Linked DNA regions of Mus musculus: regions 1 and 3 are each linked to region 2. The links are chromatin contacts, called in public Hi-C and promoter capture Hi-C maps. All regions are on one chromosome and are shown on one strand. The core of a region is the stretch at or near the end of the contact, and the rest is flanking DNA. Distances in the headings are between cores, read along the strand shown. Region 1 overlaps Grb14 (growth factor receptor bound protein 14). Region 2 holds the start of Slc38a11 (solute carrier family 38, member 11). Region 3 overlaps Scn2a (sodium channel, voltage-gated, type II, alpha).

Region 1 (4,529 bases), core at 665-3,164, 400 kb before region 2:
GAATATACACGGCTCCAGCTGCATATGTGAGGATGGCCTTGTCATGTATCAATGGGAGGAGAGGTCCTTGGTCCTGTGAAGGCTTGATAGATGCTCCAGTGTAGGGGAATTGACGGTAGGAGTGGGTGGTGGGTGGAGGAACAGCCTCATAGAAGCAGGGGGAGGGAGGATGGGATAGAGGGTTTCCAGGATCGGGGAAAACTGGGAAAGGGAATAACATTTGAAATGTAAATAAAGAAAATATCCCATTTAAAAAAGTGCCTGGTCAAAGCAAACAAATCAAGACTCAAGAACCTGAGTAGCCAGGGGTCTAGTTCTGCATACTAGGGCCAGAATGCAATAGGAAAAGATTTGGGATGTTTCAAATAAGTTTGCATTCCTGGACAAAAGTAGCCCCTTATAGTCTCACTAGTGGACATGTCCTAAAGTTGACCTGGAAAGAGATTCCACATTGCCACATATGCAAATCTGCCTCATATATAGGCTTCCATCCAAAGTTATGCCCATATACATATGTGCACATGTGCATATGTGGACACACATAGGTATAAGCTTCCATTCTAAGCTACCCCCACATACTTATGTGCACATGCACATATGTGCACACGTGCACACACACACACATTTCTGTGCATTTGAATCCAATGTACATTATACAGAGTCAAGTCAAAAATCCCTTGCTAATTTCCCAATGACGTCATCCAAGACCTGTCTCTGAATAGTCAGTGTTTTAAGATACATGTAGTCATGTAGGGTTAACTCCTCTTTACATGATACAAACCTTCTCAGATGCTAACAAACACTTAACCACACTTAAGGCAGAAAACCACTGGTTAAGCTTAGGTTGGGCACAATGTTATCCTGATGTCTCCTTTCAGTTTTTAAGTAACCATTTATTCTCAGAATAACCACTATACATGTGTAAGTGAAAAAGTTCAAATCAGTTCACACAGTGAGAAAGAAGGACAAAAGGAGAGGGGAGGAGGGGAAAGAGTGTAGAGATGAGGAGACAGACAAAAGGATGCAGACATGGTGCATCCAGCTGCAACACTCTTATGGAGACAAACAGCATCCACCCACGCATGCACTGTTAGGAACTATTTGTCTTCATTGATCTTTAAAATTTTTTCCCCATAATTTAATGTCTCAGAAACTCAAATGAATTTTACCATTAAAGGTCTGTTGGAGTTTAATGAGAGGTGTGTTGAATGACATTATCATGTGATATATAGTGCCAAACAGCCAATGGTATATGCTATGTACAGTCTCCCTGTGATGTTTACGTATTACTCTATAGACTTTAAGTCACACCTCTGAAAAAAATAACTTTCCAAATCCTAACATTCCCATACTGTGACAGTTCTAGAGGACAACCAATTTATATCCAGGCTGTAATTCTGTTTCCTTTAAACGTTCCCATGTATCTGTGTGAAACCCATAGCGTGCATATTCCTATTCAAAGCACACACACACACACACAATGTTGTCAGAATAATAAGATAATAAAAGTTAGCAGAATTCAGGCTGAACAATTGACAAAGGTCCTAATCTCAGAAAGAAGAAAGCCAAGGCGAGGGAAGAAGTGACTTGTTCAGGCACCTGCTCCCTGGCAGAACCATGGAACCTGTATTGGCTCCACCTAGACACTGTCTGAACTCCTCCCCCACTGCTAGTCCAGTGTCCATGCCTCTTTAAGCTGCGACTGCTTCATGACACGTTCTTTTAAAAGATTAGCAAGCTAAGCATCACACCAGAATATATAAATGAGATGTATGTCACAAAGCACCTAGTTTTTGAATGCCAAAGAGTTGCTTGCGTTTTCATTGTTTTCTGAATGTTACAAAGCATGCAACTATAGAAACAGCCAGCAGAGGGAGGCTTTATTCTGAGTTGGTACTAATACAGACCCCAGATAGATTTTTCTGTCTGGGGCAATGGCTCAGCTTGCTGCCAAGGCTGCATCTTTAAATGAATCCTGTGGGGACATACAGTGGGTGCCAAAGAGAGGAAGAAGGAAACTGACTTCCACAAGTTATTCTCTCACCTCCTCAAAGATGTCCACACTACCCCGAACACACATAGATAGTAAATAAATAAATGTAAAACAAAAAAGCAAATATGTATACTGACAGAAACCAAAAGACTGTTAATTGCATGAAGTTCCTTCTTGATATATTTATAATCTTGTATCAAAGTAGATTTTTTAAATTTCTGAACAGTTGGACGTTTAAGATTAGTTGCTTCTATATTAACATTGAGAAAATATCCTGTGAACATATATACAGGCATAAATATACATGTGTGTTAGAGAAAGAGAAAATATTTCTCAGATCCTGTGATTTAGAATACTGATATCAAAATTTCTCTTCAAAAATTAATTTGGCTGCTAGAGTTAATTTAATTTCAGAAACTCCTGTCGATATTTTCCAAAGTACAGAGACACAGGACAGGTCATGGGGCTTTAGTAACTTTCTGAAAATGTTATGATTACCAAATACTATTTTAATGTCTTTTTTTTGGGGGGGGGGACTGTCTGAAGGCTGAACATTTTTAATACTTTACCAGGGTGGAAATCTTTACATTTTCAGAGGGAAGTAGCATCTGAAATTACCAAAAGCCCTACTTCTTTCTTTGCCAACAAGAGATTATTATTTTTAAATTCTGGCTCAGGCGACTGGGGCGCCGCCAAGAAAGCCAGCCCTTCAGACAGTCCCGAGCAGGAGTCTGAGACTGGCCATCACTCCAGCTATTTTTAATCAGCCTTGTGTGCCAGGCATGGACCAGGCATTGTGGTTTACAAAATAACGTGAGGCTCGGTGCCTGTTCCCATGGAGTTACAGCCCAGGTGTCTACAGTGCTGAGAATACTGGAATCTGATCTGGGTCAGACTGGTGGGGAACTTCAGGAGAACATCTTCTAAATCTTCAACTTCTCATACTTTAAAATGTATGAAGAGCTAACAGCACTCAGTGTTGTATGTTGCATAGTAATCATATTGTGAATTCTAAAGGAAAATCATCTATGGTGAGTAGGTCCTAAGATATCCTTATAGCCCCAGTATATTCTCAGGTTAGCTTAGTCACTGACTTAGAAGTAAGGCTGAGGACACGGCAAGGAACGCCAAGTCAGCGGGTAAAAGTAGATTGGCAAAAGAGGTGAGAATTGTTCCACGTGAAGCATACAGGTAAGAGAAGAAAGTAACACAGCTGTTCTGTAGAGCAGGCCATGCAGTCTGTGCCCAGGCTGCACTGTGGAACAGGGCCACACACAGGATGTTCCATAAAGCAGGCTGCACAGTGTCTATCCAGAATGCTGTGCAGAGCAGGGATGTATAGTATGTGTGCCCAGGCTGTTTTGAGGAGCTTGGCCATGTGGTATGTATTCCTCAGCTGGGGCATGCAGCACGTGAGCTCCCATTGTTCTACGAAAGTTTTCTTTCTGAGAAGACAGGCCTAGCCTACAACCCTGCACTCTGCCATTTATTAGCAGGAGCTTTGAGGATGGCCTTTCTCCAACCAATCTTCCTCGCCCAAAATGGGTTTGACCAGCAGCCTTGGGAGGTTCTTACAAAGATTAAAAAGAGTCTGGACTCAGTGCTAAGCAGATCACAGCTCCTTTGATTTTTTTTTTCTTTTCTTCCTTTGATTTCTACTGGTCTATGAGGATGGCAGAAAGTCTTCCATCTTGCCAAAAGCCACAAGTTAGAGCTGGATAAAAATAATGAAAAGTCCTGGGACTGTGGCTTTTCACCCTAAGGGATAAAACTCTAAGAAGAATAAAGAAAAACAATAATGTTGAGAAATACTAATAGTAGGTCAGTATCCTGTTTTCACAAAAAACAACACTTACACAAATAATACTAATTTCCATCTGAGTCCCCTTGTTTGAAGTGCTTGAGTGGAAAGTGTATCAGATTTCCTTCCCTCCCCCCTCTCTCTCTGGAATATTGCATACACAATGAGCTATCCTAAAGAAAGAATCTCTCTGTAAACACAGAATTCATTTACGTTTCATTTATACACAAAGCCTGTGGGCAATTCTATTCAGTGTCTTTGGTATACATTATTTTTCCTCATGACATCACACGGCTTCACAGAAAATCTTTAAATTTAGGAGTATTTCGTCTTTCGGTTTTTAAATTAAGAATGCTCAGCTTGCATAGACTATGCCTCTGCTATCCGCGTCCTGATTAGAGATGGCTCAGCCCCACTGTCATACAGGTATCCAAGAGCTTTAGCTTACAACTACACAGCCTGCCAGCCATTGACTAACAACCCTACGATACTGAATAATCTAACTGCATATTTTGTTGTACTTCAGTCTGTGCTCCCAGAAAAGACAGATGATAGGGATATATACATGAACATAGCTTAGCAGTCAATTGCTTGCTTTTTTGTTTGTTTAAGTCTCATGGCAGTCATAAACACAGTTACAAAAAAATGAGCAGTATAAAACGAATTTAAAAAGTACACCATCCTTTTGGCCCTGGTGGCATGATATGAAGGATAATAAGTTTCTACTCAATGCAT
Region 2 (4,246 bases), core at 1,524-4,023:
AGGATGTATTTGTGCAAGGGAAGAAGTCATTGCACAACTTAAGTTGTAGGGATATGCAGTTATATGCTACTTACCTGTGATGTATGAGACCAAGAATAAAAGCAGTATTCCCAAGGGAAATCCAGCTTGCTTCATTGAATAAGGCAATCCTGGAAAAACATAAAATGCCCCAACCTCACATCAGAAAGGCATCCAGAAAATGCAAAAAGCTCCCACGATTCATATATAAAAGGTAAAAATCAATTATATAAGTGATTTAAAAGTTGTGATGTGGGAATGGGGTAGTCCAAAATCAAATATCAGCATATTAGCACTTATTTCAGAATGGAATGTCATTAGCTTAAGGACCTGTCAAGAAAGCCAGCGCATGAGGTGACAGAAGAAGAATTAAAAAGCAGCACATGAAAACCTGATTCCAGTTCACATAGACAATGCTCATCTCCGGGTGATGGTTAGTGCCCTGGACTCCTCGGAGAAGGACCACCCCTCCCCTCCATGCTGCTGTGGAAAGCACCAGGGCACAGCTGTAGGATCTTAGTGAAGACTGATTCCGGAGCCCAAATGGGGGAACCATGTAGAAAATAGAGAGCATGCGGAGGGACAGGAAAGCAAAGTGACTTTTTCTCAAGGGCAATGGGGTTTATAACATTATTTTTCACTGCTTTGCACATATGGGTCATTTTAGATTATAGACTATAAAATATCCCAAGTAAAATAATTTAAGCACTTCTACCCAGAACATTTCTTTTTCAGAAAAAAAAATCTCTTTTAAATAATTCTGCTGAGGGCAGTGAAGGGGAACATTTTGACTTTGCTAAACTGGATTACCCTGGAAAAGTTTTCCCATCAGGAATTCTAGAATTCTGTCAGGTTGAACGGTTCATACTCCCGTGATACACGGAGACAGGGTTTTAGACAAGCATGTGTCCCTGCTTGCTCCTGCTTTACCTCAGGAACCTCCAAGTTATTGTTCATTTTTAAAAAAATGTGTATATGGATTAATGTGAAGCCAGAAATCACAGCATCTTGTGGAAAAAAAGAAAAAAAAGGAAATTAACTCAGGGCTGGAGGGATGGCTCAGCAGTTAAGAGTGCTTGTTGCTCTTACCATATACCTATTTTCCAGCACCCACATGGTGACTCACATCCATCCTGGAACTTCTGTTCCAGGTTATCAGACACCCTCTACTGACCTCTGTGGGCCCCAGGCATACCTGTGGTATATATATATGCAGTCAAAACACCTATACACACACATAAAATGAAATAAGAAATAAATAAAAATAAAAACAATCCATTTGATAAACTCATACTTTTAAGTAAATTAAAATCTGGAAATTTTATAGTTAAACAGCTACATATTTGGTGGGTATTGCAATAGATAGGCTCTTGTTTTCCTTGCCTTTTCTGAAATGGAATGTCTCCAGCTATAAAAACAATAATAAACACTGGAAAATACTGCTTCTATTAATGGAATGCAATAGCTTTTAAAGTTTTTACTTTTATAGAAGCTTTCCCTTGCTTCTAATTTGTTGGGATAACAGGGGCTATTCTTACCAATTGTAAGCACTGCTGTAAATGAATTCTATTAATAACTAGATGTAAACAGTATTTCATAAGCTCATATTTTAAATTTAAGATCATATAGGTGCACAAGGAGATATTATCTAGTTTAATTTTCATAGGATTCTTAAAAGTCTCCCATTAAGCTTTTGTACACATAATATACGCAGGAATCTGCAAGTTTCACACTGACACTAAGATGGTTTTTGTAATACAGTCTGCTTCAGAAAGAAGAAACAAATGCATTAGTTGACATGATCCACTGACCAGTTAATCTATGAAAAGCCCATTTTCCCCGGCCCCTGTGTAGCCTCTCCCCAACTGGAGGATGCTATTGTCTGATGTGGGGGGGGGGAAACAGTGCAATTTCCGCATAAAGAGGACAGATCATTACTATGATGGAAAAAAATATAAAAGCTTTTGTGGAAGAAAACCCCATTGAAGTTTTACTGAATGCTAGCATCATAATAACACTTTGAAAAGCTTGTCTTTATACTTCATAAACAGAACCAAGCAGACACGGGTGGCTTACCTATTATCCCAGATCCTATAACAGAATTGACTACATTGAAAACAGCGGCAGACTGACTAGATTTCCCTCCGTGTTCATGTCCGGAGATCAGGCTTTCTCTGTCACTCGAGTCTGTCTCTCTCTATTTTAATAGATAAAATAACGATTTTACTAGTTCGAAAAAAAAGTCAGATAAATAAGCAACGCAGGATTCAAACATAGTAATGACATCAAGTTATGCCTATAGTGTTAATAATACATCAATAAGGAGGGAAAACAAGAATGGCCAGCAATCCAAAAGAACTTAAAGTCTATCCTTAAGTCTTCACAAGTCTCCATGTTGAGGCTGCCCAACTGCTTTGACCCAACTCCAGAGTCTGTTAGGAGTCAACCACACGGTTTTATGAAATTAAAGAGGTTATTGGTGTTATTGAAAAGTGTTTGCCAAATCGGTGTAGGTCAGATTAAGTCAGATCTATCCCTTTTTGCCAAACCAAGACCCCAGCATTAAACTTAAGGAGGATGTTGAGCTCTTGCCCTTGTTGCCAGTTTTACCTGCAGAGGACCGCTCAGCTGTGGCTGCTGATAGCTCATGTCTGCATCTGCGCAAGGGCAGGTTCTGAGGCTGGGAAGCAGGCTCCCACCAGGCCAAACTCCCCTGCAGGTTTTGCCCGCTTAAGTTCGCCAGCGAGATGGAAGGAGCCGGTGCAGCGGGTCCCTGGGTACGCTGGGCACTAGGCTGCAGCTCAGAGGTCTCCGCCTTCACGGGGCGGGGCGGGTGCACCCTGCTCGCTGCTGCGGGTGAGGATGCTGGACATTTCTAACCCTGTAGCTCAGACTCCCCTCACTCAGGGCGCACCGCACTGATCTCTCTATCTAAAACTGCAAAGGTACAACCTGTTCCTCCCACAGCGTGCGTTTTCCCTTGCTTCTCTCTCTGTTCCTATGCCAGAGTCTGAAGCCAGCTAAGAACCTAGCAACCCAGCAGCCCTCATCTCCACAGAGTGACATTGTTTACAGGGTGTTCCTCCCCCTACACCTCTTCTTGGATAGAAAAGGACTGTGAAATGTTAGAACTTTTATATTAAGTAGAATTTGGAAGCCTCATAAAGAAATCATCAGAAAGCAAAATACTACTTGGGGGCTTTAGCCAGATTGTTTGCTGTGCATGCCTTAGTCAAAGAGGCCCTGGAAATTTCGGAGAAGGAAAAATTAAGAGAAAGGCGCGATAGATTGATACTGCGGATTCAGGTAATGATCCTTTAAAAAGGAAAAGGGACATGCAGGGGCCAACAAAGGGAGGGTCCCTAGAATACCTAGGCTAGGAAGAACCTTAAATGAAAATTTCTATTTGTCATTTTGTGTTAAACAGGATGAAACAGACCGGAAGATGGGCAGAGAACGTCCTCTGGGGCAAGAAAATAATAATCCATAGATGCTAACGAAACGGAGAGGTTCTTTATATTATTTATTTATTTATTTTATTTATTTATTTATTTATTTTTCGTGACTATTTAAATATGAAAAAAAAGTTTTAATATATAAAGAAAACAAACAAACTGGGTCGTGGGGAGGTGACTTCTCAGGCACCTTGGCATGAAAGCATGGAGACCAGAGTTTGGGTTCTCCAAACCCCTTGACTGCCAGGGCAAGCTGGACAGCTAAGGTTGCTGATGGGCAAACTTTGGGTTAAAGTGAGACATGCCTTCCCCAGTGAATGAAACAGGGATCCACCTCACTCCGGAGCCATCACTCATGCACAAATAGGCATCCACACACACCTACACAGCATGCAAAAGAAAGATAAAAGGTTAGAAAAAACTAGAGCTATTTAAAAATCCTCCACTACTCTGTACCATTAATTGAAGAAGTTTCAACATTTGCCCCTTGCTTTTCCGTTTGTAAAAATGAACACTCAGAGTTACAGTAGAAACACCACCAACTTCTCTTTCCTTGATCCTCACAGCTCTAGAATCAACCAGTTCATGAAATTATCAATATTTTTCCATCTATCATTCGTAAGAATTTATTTGTAACCATAAGTTACACACACACAAACAGCATTAATGGTCTATAATATTGTAAACCACATTCAACACTGTAATGTTTTTTTTTTCAACTTACAGAATTAGAGAAAATATTTGATTTAATAAAAGAACACAGAGAGATGACA
Region 3 (4,206 bases), core at 1,624-4,123, 320 kb after region 2:
ACAGATGTAGATTTCCCCAAATTCTGAATAACTCTGATTTAATCCTACAGGTATGTAACAGAATTTGTAAACCTAGGCAATGTTTCAGCTCTTCGAACTTTCAGAGTCTTGAGAGCTTTGAAAACTATTTCTGTAATTCCAGGTAAGAAGAAGCCGGTATAAGGTGGTAGGCTCCTTATATCTCCAACTGTTTCTTGTGTTCTGTCATTGTGTTTGTGTGTGGACTCCCTATTACAGATATGTGACAGAGTTTGTGGACCTGGGCAATGTCTCAGCGCTGAGAACGTTCAGAGTTCTCCGAGCATTGAAAACAATATCAGTCATTCCAGGTGAGAGCCAGGTTAAACACCGAGGCTGACTTTAGCTGCACTGGTGCACTGCTCACAGCTTTTTTTGGCAAAAGCCTGATTGCTTGTTGCATACTGCAAGACAATGATCAAAAGCAGGAACTGACCCGTTCCAGGTTGGGCAGGTTTGCTTCTTTGCTTTTGACTGGTTGCTTTCTCTCGATCTGTTCTAAATCAGCCTTTGAGTTTAACAAGTTTTGCATGAGGCACTTCCAGTAACAGGCTACCTGGTTTGCATCTTCCAGCATCAAGCTTTCGGCATAGAAGCTGAGATGTGAGACACTTGGGCCAATGCAAATTTGATCAATTAGTTCGAAAACTGGCTACCTCTTTAAGAGGAGATAAGTGGAAAAGCAAGGCGGAGCATGAGCTGCATGGGGCTCAGCTTGCAGATGTCTTTCTTGTGTCGGCCCATTCTCAAGTTTTCAAAGTGCAGACAAAGCTATACCCTTGGAATTCAGTGGTTGCAAGATTTCTCCGTCCTCCTCTACTGATACAGAGTTTTCAAAAATAAAACCAAACCATGATGGGGGTTAGAGAGTAAGACATCTGCAAATAAAAGCAAACTGTTTACATCAGGTTGATCGTCAAGCATGAGTAACACAGTCATTTCTTTTGCTTTAAGGTGTGTGTGTATGTGTGAAAATACATTCGGTTCATTTCCATTTGGTTTTCTAATGTAAGTTTCCATTCATTTCAACCAGCTAGCAGGCTTTTCGTGAAATTTTTATTCATCTCCCAAACATTAAACTAATACTGTTGGCATTCTGCATGACATTTATATTTTTCAGGACAAGCTCATGATATTTTTGTTGATAAGTTCTCTGCTGAATTGTAAGTGAAGACTTCCTCTCTCTGGTTTTATTTGTAGGCCTGAAGACCATCGTGGGGGCCCTGATCCAGTCGGTGAAGAAGCTGTCTGACGTCATGATACTCACTGTGTTCTGTCTGAGTGTCTTTGCTCTCATCGGGCTGCAGCTCTTCATGGGCAACCTGAGGAATAAATGCTTGCAGTGGCCCCCAGACAATTCTACCTTTGAAATAAACATCACTTCCTTCTTTAATAACTCATTGGATTGGAATGGTACTGCCTTCAATAGGACAATGAACATGTTTAACTGGGATGAATATATTGAAGATAAAAGTAAGATATACTCTTGTAGGCATTAAGTTATTTGGTTCTTAAAATATTAAAAATGGAATGTGGTAGAAAAAAAATTTTAGGCTAATTTACTATAACTTCATACATGGACTAAGAATAGCATACATTTTCATTCCTTTTTCTTTATCTAACAAGTGGCATGATGAAAGTAGCCATTTCAACGTGCATGATCTATTCCTAAACCAGAGTTAAAAGTCATCCCACATCATCCTCTATATCAAAAGTGTGTATTGTGGAGGCCTTGGCCAGAAGTTTTCAAACATCTTAATAAGACAGTGGTTAAACTCATTCAGTGCACTATGCTTCAGTGGATTGTTAGGACAATGGGGAGACAGGCTGGAAAAATAGCTGAAGCATGGAGTCCAACCCCTAGCACAGCATAAACAGACACACACAGCAATGTTACAAGTATAACGGCAATTACACCAATAATGCCAGCCTTTAAAAATTAGATGTAGGGCTGGAGACATGACTCAGAAATTAAGAGCACTGTCTGCTCTTCCAGAGGTCCTGAGATCAATTCTCAGCACTGTATGGTGGCTCATAACCATGTATAATTAGATCTGATGCCCTCTTCTGGCCTACACACATACATGCAAACAGAATGCCATCTACATAATAAATAAACAAATAAATAAATATTAAAAAGGCCAGAAGTTCAAGGTAATCCTCGGGTACGAATGTATCCAAGGGTAGCCTGGGCTACATATGACGAAATGATTTGATCCCCCTTGGTTGACTCAGTCCATATGACCTATCTGAATAGAGAAAACATTTTCCAAGGTGAGTATAAACTTGTATACTGATCAGAAAGCTAAGCAAATACGATTTATCCGCGTGCTTATTGAAAAGGTAATGTTTATCCCTTCACATGAGGCTTGGTATTAGAGTTATCATTACCATTTGATTTTACTTGAGACACGGATATGAGAATATGTTACTGTTACGTTACTCTTCAGCTTATTGAAGCCAGCACCTCTGTCACCTGATCACCAACGCTCCTTCTCCATGTACTGCAAGATTAGCCAACTACCGCTATCTCTTGATCACCTATACTCAATGGGGTTGTTTACTCTGAGACACCTTCAAGTTCTGCACATTTTTTTAGAAGAATATGAGATTTTTGTCATAGCTCACTTGATACTAAATTTACAATGTTTACATTCTTACAAAGGTTTTACTTGAAAAGACTCATTAGGAAAAAAATGAGAAAAATCTAACAGCCCCAATAATTTTGAGGTTTTCTACTTACTAATAATATAATTGACAATGAAGAGCTTTTTGCTCATAAATCTTTTCTCTGCTTCTGTACGGCTACAGATGGGTTTCTATTTTTAGGGCTTCAGTGGGAGGGGTTGATTGTGGCTCAGACTGCAGAGACATAGCGTCCAATTGCTCTCCTAAGAGGACACACACCCCTTCAGAGATTCCCCTCAAAGCCACGCTCAACTCACTGAAATATGATGAATAGAGATATTTATCACATTTCAAAATCTTTTTTTGGTAAAGGAAAACAAAATTAACTCTTCTTTTCTATATTCCTTAATTGGTAATTTGGAGAAGTTTAAAGTATGTTTTCAGGCATCAGTGATACATTATACATTTCCTACCACATGCCTTATCTGTTGCTATTCTTACTCCTTGTTTTACCAGGTAGTAACATTTTGAAGGAAGCCATATTGACTATTTATTAGCGATTGTCTTTTATCTTGGCAGGTTTATTTTCCAGCTTATTTTTCATCTTAGTGCTTGTTTGGGGATCTCACACCTCTAATTTTTCAGGCAACCAAATCATCAGTATCGTTTGCACATTTTTTTCCTGTTTTTGTGTTTCTAAAATGCTCCTTATTAAGAGGAGTAAAATGAACATCTAAACATTTGGCCTCTACACCAGCCACATGTGGTTTTGGTAGTGTGTTAGTAGGCATGCCTTTAAACTCATCACAATCTCGACTTTTACAGTTTCACGTAAAGGACTAAAAATAGTTTGTAAAATTATGACCTAGATTTTCCTACATAATCTATTCATACAATCCTGGAATGCAGGGCTTATGTATTCTTAAGTATCAACAGAGCAAATTTTAAGGGGTATGTGTGTGAGTGTATGAGTATGACTGTGTGTGTGTTTGTTTATGTGTGTTTAGTTCCTGAGAGCATTTTTGCAATGCCCTAAAATTATATATTTCATACCTTAAGAATAACAAGTTGCATGTATTTAGACAGCTTACAGTTTTCCAAGCTAAAAAAAAATGTGTTTTGTTCATTTCAAAGACAGAAGTTAAGCAAACAAGCAAGCAAACAAACAAGCAAATATTATAAGGAGGGAAACAAACACTAAAGCCCACTTCTCATGTGAAATTAAATAAAAATTGGCAGAAAAAAATCTACATCTATATCGAGTCTAGGTGAAAAGTATGCACTGAGAAAGAAGCCTTGCCTTGCTCGCATGCTGGGCCAAGCAAGCTGACTCAATGCCATGGCTTTCTCTTGAAGCCTTCCCTCAGCAGTTTGAGTTTGTGTTTGTAATAAATACTGACCTGAAAATGCTATTTTATTATTAATATTATTATTATTGTTCTTATTATTGCTTCTGGAAAAGTTTCTTTCTAAATTAATTTTTCTAAACATTATTTAAGCAAAGTACCATTTATAGTTGTTTGATAGTTCCTAAGGAGGCAGGGGGGGGGGATGTCCATT

Evidence for each region. Promoter capture Hi-C pulls out the DNA fragments that hold promoters and counts their contacts. Hi-C and Micro-C count contacts between places; a contact is called where the count stands out from the background.
Region 1: a promoter capture Hi-C map of hippocampal neurons shows a contact between it and region 2, with 3 times the contacts expected there. The contact joins the enhancer-like site here to the promoter of Slc38a11 in region 2. A contact is called at or near these places in 9 of 39 promoter capture datasets (the 3T3-L1 cell line, the C10 cell line, frontonasal cranial neural crest and 3 more), 1 of 484 Hi-C or Micro-C datasets (the 3T3-L1 cell line) and 3 of 9 other capture datasets (adipose tissue, liver and macrophages).
Region 3: a Hi-C map of cortical neurons shows a contact between it and region 2, with 3 times the contacts expected there. The contact joins the enhancer-like site here to the promoter of Slc38a11 in region 2. A contact is called at or near these places in 2 of 39 promoter capture datasets (pre-B cells and stem cell-derived epiblast-like cells), 1 of 484 Hi-C or Micro-C datasets (cortical neurons), 2 of 115 datasets of contacts at active chromatin or transcription factors (both in embryonic stem cells) and 2 of 9 other capture datasets (adipose tissue and pancreatic islet).

What each region holds. Positions count from the first base shown.
Region 1 is chr2:64,963,782-64,968,310 of GRCm38.p6, forward strand. The region is part of intron 2 of Grb14 (growth factor receptor bound protein 14); the gene reads right to left. Among named protein-coding and RNA genes, the nearest start is that of Grb14, 57 kb to the right of the region's middle. Within about 2 kb of position 1,915, at least 22 of the 459 cell types and tissues checked have an H3K27ac peak or open chromatin away from gene starts, as enhancers often do. A contact at or near this core is called in hippocampal neurons and liver, where this site is marked.
Region 2 is chr2:65,361,253-65,365,498 of GRCm38.p6, forward strand. Slc38a11 (solute carrier family 38, member 11) reads right to left here and starts at 2,774. Exons shown (of 12, transcript NM_177074.2): 1 at 2,629-2,774; 2 at 2,095-2,215; 3 at 75-149. The coding sequence starts at 2,667. Mir6337 (microRNA 6337) reads right to left here and starts at 3,148; the gene lies at 3,044-3,148.
Region 3 is chr2:65,682,453-65,686,658 of GRCm38.p6, forward strand. Scn2a (sodium channel, voltage-gated, type II, alpha) reads left to right here. Exons shown (of 27, transcript NM_001346679.2): 6 at 238-329; 7 at 1,219-1,491. Among named protein-coding and RNA genes, the nearest start is that of Scn2a, 64 kb to the left of the region's middle. Within about 2 kb of position 2,874, at least 10 of the 459 cell types and tissues checked have an H3K27ac peak or open chromatin away from gene starts, as enhancers often do. A contact at or near this core is called in cortical neurons, where this site is marked.